Regions from separate parts of the Pan troglodytes genome. Here region 1 is linked to region 2. Evidence: chromatin contacts called from public HiChIP or PLAC-seq data. All regions are on one chromosome and are shown on one strand. The core of a region is the stretch at or near the end of the contact, and the rest is flanking DNA. Distances in the headings are between cores, read along the strand shown.

Region 1 (3,722 bases), core at 700-3,199, 180 kb before region 2:
TCCATACTCAGACAGGTCTGGGCCTACCTGGCCACAGAGTGTGTCTGCCAGCGACTGCATTCAACAAATGAATATTCTGAGAGACTGGGTAGGAGATGGGGCTGGTCCTCACCGACCAAGGCCCATGTGTGAGGGGCTCTTGGGTCCAGTGAGGGCGGCCCCACTCGGCAGGCTACACAAAGGGCATCTGCCAGGTAGCTCCAGCCTGCCTGATACCTGGTTGGCAGCAACCCACAGCGGCCTGTGGTGACAAGAATATGTCACCAGGGGGGCAACCAAGGGGGCAGCCCTACTGGCCACTGTTGGTGGAGGTGGTGGAAGAGGACGGAGCTCAGAGGCGAGGCTGTGACCAGCCCACAGGAGAGGACCCCACCTCAGGAGGAGCACCTGTTTGCTTCCAGAGAAGTGCTGCTTGCCCCTGCTCACCCCAGAGGAATGAAACTGTTTCTAGAGTCAGAGTCCTCAGTGAACCCTGGCATCCTGAGATCCAGGATGTTCTCACTCCATGCCCTGTGCAATATGCACACCAAGCCAAGGTGGGCTGCAACTGTGGCTGTTACAATTGATTAGTTGCTTCATTTAACATACAAGATGTCTGGGGCAGTGGCTCATACCTGTAATCCCAGCACCTTCAGAGACCGAGGTGGGAGGATTGCGTGAGGCCAGGAGTTCGAGACCAGCCTGGGCAGAATAGCGAGACCCCCATCTTTAGAAAAAATAACAACAGGCCAGGAGCGGTGGTTTGCGCCTATAATCCCAGCACTTTGGGAGGCCGAGGTGGGCGGATCACGAGGTCAGGAGATCGAGACCAGCCTGGCCAATATGGTGAAAGCCCGTCTCTACTAAAAACAGAAAAATTAGCTGGGCGTGGTGGCATGCGCCTGTAGTCCCGGCTACTCGGGAGGCTGAGGCAGGAGAATCGCTTGAACCCAGGAGGTGGAGGTTGCAGTGAGACGAGATCGCGCTACGGCACTCCAGCCTGGCGACAGAGTGAGACTGTCTCAAAAAAAAGAAAAAAGAAAACAACAAAAAACAACAGGGCGGTTGCACAGGCCGTGCAAATGCACAGAAGCCTCTTGAGTCCCGGCGATCCAGCGGCCCAGACTTCTGACATCCTGGAGAGGCTGGCCCACGTTGGAAACTGGGAGGCCCTGAGAGTTGAGGGACGTGGAGCTCCTTGTGGAGAGAGTGGGTGGGCTGAGAAGACACCACCAAGGGGCCTGCGCCCTCGCCCTCGCCCTCCTCTCGCCGGGCTCTGCAGGCGGGGAGGTGGAGAGCCTGGGAGTCGCGGGCAAGGCAGGCGTCCCGGTGACGCAGGGCCTGGTGCATTTCTCCAGCTTGGTCTTCTGACCTGGCCCTTGTCTGACGTCCCCCTAAGGCGAAGAAAAGGAGGTTCCTGCCGGGGTAACCAGAGGGCTCGCGGAGCAGAAGCGCGCCAGGGACGTTACTGTAAGCTGCGCGCGCAGAAACCAACGCGCTGGGTGGCGGGCGACGCGAGCCGCCGCGGACACCGGCCCGGACAGCTGGACCGTGGCGCACTAGGCGCTTCCTAAATGATTGCCCGGAGTGACTCGCCGAGACCCCGTGTGTACACAAGTGGGACGAGGGGCGGGCGCACAGCGGCCAGGAAGTCGGGGCCCAGCGCACCCCTCAGCGGACCATCCCGCTCCATGGGGCCGGACAGGACCCCGGGACCACGCGGGAGCGATGCAAGGTCCCTTCCCGCTGCGCGCACTTGCGGCCCGCAGCCCCGGCCCTGGGAGCTACCACGGCTCCCAGGGTGCTCTGCGCCGGTGCGGCCGCGGCGACTACGACTCCCAGGGTGCTCTGCGCCGGCGCGCCCGCGGCGACTACGACTCCCAGGGTGCTCTGCGCCCCATCAGCCTCTCCAGGCCCCGCCTCAGGTCGGCCGCGGACTACAAATAGACGTGAGAGGCGGCCGTCCATTAGTTAGCGGCTCCGGAGCAACGCAGCCGTTGTCCTTGAGGCCGACGGGCTCGACGCGGGCGGGTTGAACGCGCTGGTGAGGCGGTCACCCGGGCTACGGCGGCCGGCAGGGGGCAGTGGCGGCCGTTGTCTAGGGCCCGGAGGTGGGGCCGCGCGCCTCGGGCGCTACGAACCCGGCGGGCCCACGCTTGGCTGCGGCCGGGTGCGGGCTGAGGCCATGGGCGACCGCGGCAGCTCCCGGCGCCGGAGGACAGGGTCGCGGCCCTCGAGCCACGGCGGCGGCGGGCCTGCGGCGGCGGAAGAGGAGGTGCGGGACGCCGCTGCGGGCCCCGACGTGGGAGCCGCGGGGGACGCGCCAGCCCCGGCCCCCAACAAGGACGGAGACGCCGGCGTGGGCAGCGGCCACTGGGAGCTGAGGTAGCGGAGCGCCTGACCCCCTAACCTCTGACCCAAGGGCCCCGCGACTTTCCGGGGTTGGCCGAAGCGCGAGCTCCGAGTCCGAGAACATGGGCCCTGGGCTAAGCGGGGATCGGTGTGCCCTATGGGCCCTGTGGGGAAACTGAGGCTTGGGGAGAGTCACCTGACAAGGTCACTGGGTAGGGGCTCTGGAGCTGGCCTTGGCCAGGCAGAGGGGAGCCGGCAGGTGTCCCGCATCCAGATCCTCTTGGGTCTGTGCATCCTCAGGGGCTCCTGAGGAGCTTTTCGAGGGGCGGGCTGGTGGGGGCCCGGCCCTGTGCAGTGTCCCCTTATATGGAAGGAGTCAGATAAGATCTGGGCAGTTTGTGGTGATGGGTTCCTTCTTGGTGCTATGAGCGGTGCCTTGCGGGTAGGAAAGGCTCCCAGGGGAGGGCTGGCCTGCCAGGGAGGGGGCCAGAGGAGCCCAGGCCTGTCCGAGGACAGGGGAATCAGCAGCTGCCCCGGACAAGGGGCAGTGTTAGAGGCGTTCTTGTCCTTGCAGACCCTCCTGAGAGTGGCTGCGTGGCCCATTCATTTCTCCAGTGGTTAGGCTGGCCTGGAGCCCTGCCGATGTTGCCAGAGCCAGCGTCTGTTGTAGGGACAGAGAGTTGGGTTCTGTGTTGGGACTTCCATCCTCCAGGTGGGGAGTGGGGTATGGGGGTGGTGGACACATCTGCAGGCGTGTGCCTTAGCTAGATGACTGACAGAGAGGGGTGGAGGGAGAGAACCATGACCGATGGGAAGGACTTGGCCAGCCTGGGCATTGGCTTCCTCCACCAAGCTGGCCTTGAGCAATCCCCTTGCCACCCTCCATCCCCCCTTTATGGCCTTTACCCTGGCCCAGGGGCCCTCAGGGCTTTGTTTTAGAGAGCAGCTGAGGGCCTAGAGGTTATCAAGGCAGAAGTGGGCTGATTTTGGACATGTAGTTGGCAATGATTTGCTCTCTCAGTGAGCAAGAACAGAGCTTTCCTTCACGGGGCACCATGGGGAGGGGGTTGGGGGAGGGCAGGCACTGTCGTGGCCCTCAGGGTGCTCAGTTCATCTGGGAGATAAGATAACCTCAGCAAGAGTCAGGCATGGAGCAACGTGGACAAAGGTCGGGCACGGAGGCCTTGAAGGGGCCATGGGGAGGAGGGTGGCCCTCCTGAGAGGGGTGCTTGCCTGCTGTGGGCCTGGGGTGCTGGTGAGGGAGGCTGGCCTAGGCACCTCCTACCTGAAAAGGAGGTGTGGCTCCTGGAGTTACCCTCTCTCCAGGAGGCAGGGGGATGGCTACGTGACCTGTGGAGGACGTGGGAATTGAGATTTCTCTTTTTTTCTTT
Region 2 (3,652 bases), core at 2-2,501:
CCTAGGGTGCCCAGACTGTCCATGCAGCCACGTCACAAACACGTACCACCGATGAAACATGCCGCAAACAACGATTCCCACACGCATCTCCAGCCCTCGCCTCCCCGGGACCCGAGGTCTTCGGGACATCTCCATCCATGGTCATCGCACTGAGACCCAACAGCTCTAAACTCAACTCACCACCCTCACCTGACTTATCACCGGCCCTACCCTGCCTGCCTCTTACCGCATCGTGTGCGTTCACCACCATCCCCTTCCAAAGTGGTCCCTGCCTACAGGGCTGTCCCCGACCCAACTCTGCTCACATCCCTAAGTTCGGCCACACCCCCGTACCCCTTTTCTGCCTACCTCACTGCACTTGAGTTTATGAGTCTGTCCCTTCCCCAACTGAGCAGGCAAAGGAGCCCCTCCCCAGAGTGTGTAGGACCGAGCCACCAGCGCCCGCAGAGTGGTTTCCTCTGACCCTAACACTGCAGCTGCACTGACGCTGCCCGAAAATCCGACCCCCTAAGTCTCACCTTGGCTGAGTGAGGGCTGGCTCCCGGCGGCCCTGCCAGCGCTATGCCCGGCACGCTATGACCAGTCATCCTCGTGACTAGGGACAAATCACCTTCCTGCTCGCGATCGTCAGAGAATACGGAAGGCATACGGAGGCCCGGGGCACGCCGGCTTTGCAGGCTCCGGGCGTATGCTTGGCTTCCCGGAGAGAGGACCCCCGGTGGCCCCGCTTGGGGGGAGAAGGGCCGGGGACCACCGCGCTCCCGGGGAGGGCCGGGCACTGGGGACCACCGGGCTCACAGGAGGGGCGGGCACCGGGGACCACCGGGCTCCCGCGGAGGGGCGGGCACCGGGGACCACCAAGCTCCCCGAAGAGGGGTGGTCGCGCGGCCGAGACGACTTAGCGGCGCAGAGGAGGAGCACAGCCGCACAGCTCCGGCCTCTCTTCCGGGCTGTGGCGCGGCGCACACCTGAGCCGAGGTCCCCGCGACACCCAGGACCCTCCCAGCGTTCGCCCTGTGACCTTGGGGAGGCGCCTCCTGACTCGGCTTCCTCCGCGGCCCCGCCAAGGGAGCCGCCCCAGGCTCTTCAGCCCAGACTTCCCCGAGGGGCTCTTCCCCAGCGCCGCCGAAGGCTCATCCCCACCCGCCGTTTACCTGAGGAGCCGCCGCCACCTCGGCCGGGGCGCCGCCTTCCCGCCCAGCAGGGGCCCGGAGTGGGCGGAGCCGCGCGCGCCGAGCCCGCCCCCGCTGCCTTCTGGCCAACCGCAGCCTGGAGCGCGGCAGCAGGTCCCCGCCCCCGAGCGATCTCTGCACTTATTGGTCGGGGGCACGTCTCTCACGCTCGCTCCACCCCGCCCACCTTCATTTGCAAAGCAGCAGTGCGCAGACTCCGCCTCACGCTCGGCCCCGCCCGTCTGTTCAGCGCCAGTTCGGCCGCCACGGCGCAGGCGCGGCCTTCAGGCTCGCGACAGCTACGCCAGCCCCGGGGTGCTGCAGTCCCCGTGTCCCCGTCGGACGCATACAGCCCTGACAACCTCCGCTCCCAGACGCCGGGGACGCGGGCTCGGCGCGGCGTTGCGGCCGCTCGCAAGCACACGCCCGCCCTGGACTCGCGCGGCCTCGCCCGCCCTCTGTCTGCCCCGGAAGCGCCAGCTGGAGGCCGCGGCACCCGGAGGGGGGCAGGACTCGCAGGGCCCTGCGCTCGTTGGGAAAGAGGCGACCAGCGGGGTCCCGGGAGCTCAGGACGCGATAAGAGCGATGTGAGGAAGGAAAGCGCCCGCCGCGCGTCCAGGCTGGGCGTCGGCAGAGGCGGAGGCGGCGGGAGCAGCGCGGGCAGGATGTCCACTCCTGGCTGGAGGGACGGCGCCCGGGAGAGCGCAGTAGCCTTTGCGGATGCGGGCGCGGCCCCTGCGGCGGCTTCCCGCGCGCCTGTGGCCTTGTCCCCTCCCGGTCTCGGTGCCGCCGCCGCCTCACGCACACCAGCTGCCGCGCGCAGCACAGCCCCACTTTCACTCCGATCACAAACGAACGCCAGCCTCTCCGCCAGGGGGCAGGCCTGAGTCTGTATTTTGCTCCCGAGGGCTGCTTACAAAGCCCAGCACGGGACGGCTGCCCAATGAAGCCCCCCGGGAATGGATTCAGGTGCAGGCAACGACGCGGATAATCGAGACTGCAAAGGGAGGGTGGACAGAGCCAATGGCCGTTCTGATCCTGCAGTCATCACTTGGCTTGACACTCGCGGGCTTCCAGCTGTGTCCTGCCACTGGTGGGAGCGGAGGTGTGCCGCAGGCTCCCAGGCTCCGCAGCAGAGCCCAGAGGCTCAGCCACCCTGGGTCGGGACCACCTTGCTCTGGTTCTAGAGTGGCCGCTTCTTGCAGCCCCCACCTTCGACGAACTCCACCCTGCCCCCGTGCCTCTCAAGCCCTTCTAACACTTAAGCAACCAATCCCACCTGCTTAAATTGCCTGGCGCAGTTTCTATTTTTTTCCTAATGAAGGGGTGGCCTGTCCCTCCACACCTGTGGGTATTTCTAGTCGGGTGGGACGAGAGACTGAGAAAAGAAATAAGACACAGAGACAAAGTATAGAGAAACAACAGTGGGCCCAGGGGACCAGCACCAGCACCGGCCTCTGAGTTCCCTCAGTTTTTATTATTATTTTCATTATTTCAGCAAAAAGGAATGTAGTAGGAGAGCAGGGTGATAATAAGGAGAAGGTCAGCAAAAAACATGTGAGCGAAAGAATCTATGTCATAATTAAGTTCAAGGGAAGGTACTATGACTGGACGTGCACGTAAGCCAGATTTGTTTCTCTCCACCCAAACATCTCAGTGGAGTAAAGAATAACAAAGCAGCATTACTGCAAACATGTCTCACCTCCCACCATAGGGCGGTTTTTCTCCTAGCTCAGAACTGAATGTACAATCGGGTTTTATACCAAGACATTCAGTTCCCAGGGGCAGGCAGGAGACAGTGGCCTTCCTCTATCTCAACTGCAAGAGGCTTTTCTCTTTTACTAATCCACCTCAGCACAGACCCTTTACGGGTGTCAGTTTGGGGGACAGTCAGGTCTTTCTCATCCCACGAGGCCATATTTCAGACTATCACATGGGGAGAAACCTTGGACAATACCCTGCTTTCAAGGGCAGAGGTCCCTGTGGCTTTCCGCAGTGCATTGTGCCCCTGGTTTATCGAGACTAGAGAATGGTGATGACTTTTACCAAGTATACTGCTTGTAAACATTTTGTTAATAAAGCACGTCCTGCACAGCCCTAGATCCCTTAAACCTTGATTTCATACAACACACGTTTTTGTGCGCTCCAGGTTGGATCAAAGTGGCTGGGGCAAAGCTACAAATTAACAACATCTCAGCAAAGCAATTGTTTAAAGTACAGGTCTTTTTCAAAATGGAGTCTCTTATGTCTTCCCTTTCTACATATACACAGTGACAGTCTGATCTCTCTTTCTTTTCCCTACACCTAACCCCCAGGTCAACCACAAACCAGTTTTCTTCTGAGGTCTAACTGTCCCCTAGGCTGGAGTGCAGTGGCGCGATCTCGGCTCACTGCAACCTCTGCCTCCCGGGTTCACGCCATTCTTCCGCCTCAGCCTCCCGAGTAGCTGGGACTACAGGTGCCCACCACCATGCCCGGCT

What was found. HiChIP or PLAC-seq counts read pairs in DNA pulled down with a chosen protein or histone mark.
Region 1: a contact with region 2 is called in an H3K4me3 HiChIP or PLAC-seq map of stem cell-derived excitatory neurons, with 5 times the contacts expected there. The contact joins the promoter of DGAT1 here to the promoter of MROH1 in region 2. A contact is called at or near these places in 1 of 7 Hi-C or Micro-C datasets (stem cell-derived neural progenitor cells) and 1 of 1 datasets of contacts at active chromatin or transcription factors (stem cell-derived excitatory neurons).

Annotation. Positions count from the first base shown.
Region 1 is chr7:154,690,392-154,694,113 of NHGRI_mPanTro3-v2.0_pri, reverse strand. DGAT1 (diacylglycerol O-acyltransferase 1) reads left to right here and starts at 1,949. Exons shown (of 17, transcript XM_016960108.4): 1 at 1,949-2,364. The coding sequence starts at 2,165.
Region 2 is chr7:154,509,201-154,512,852 of NHGRI_mPanTro3-v2.0_pri, reverse strand. It overlaps MROH1 (maestro heat like repeat family member 1), which reads right to left and starts at 1,251. Exons shown (of 43, transcript XM_063816715.1): 1 at 1,155-1,251.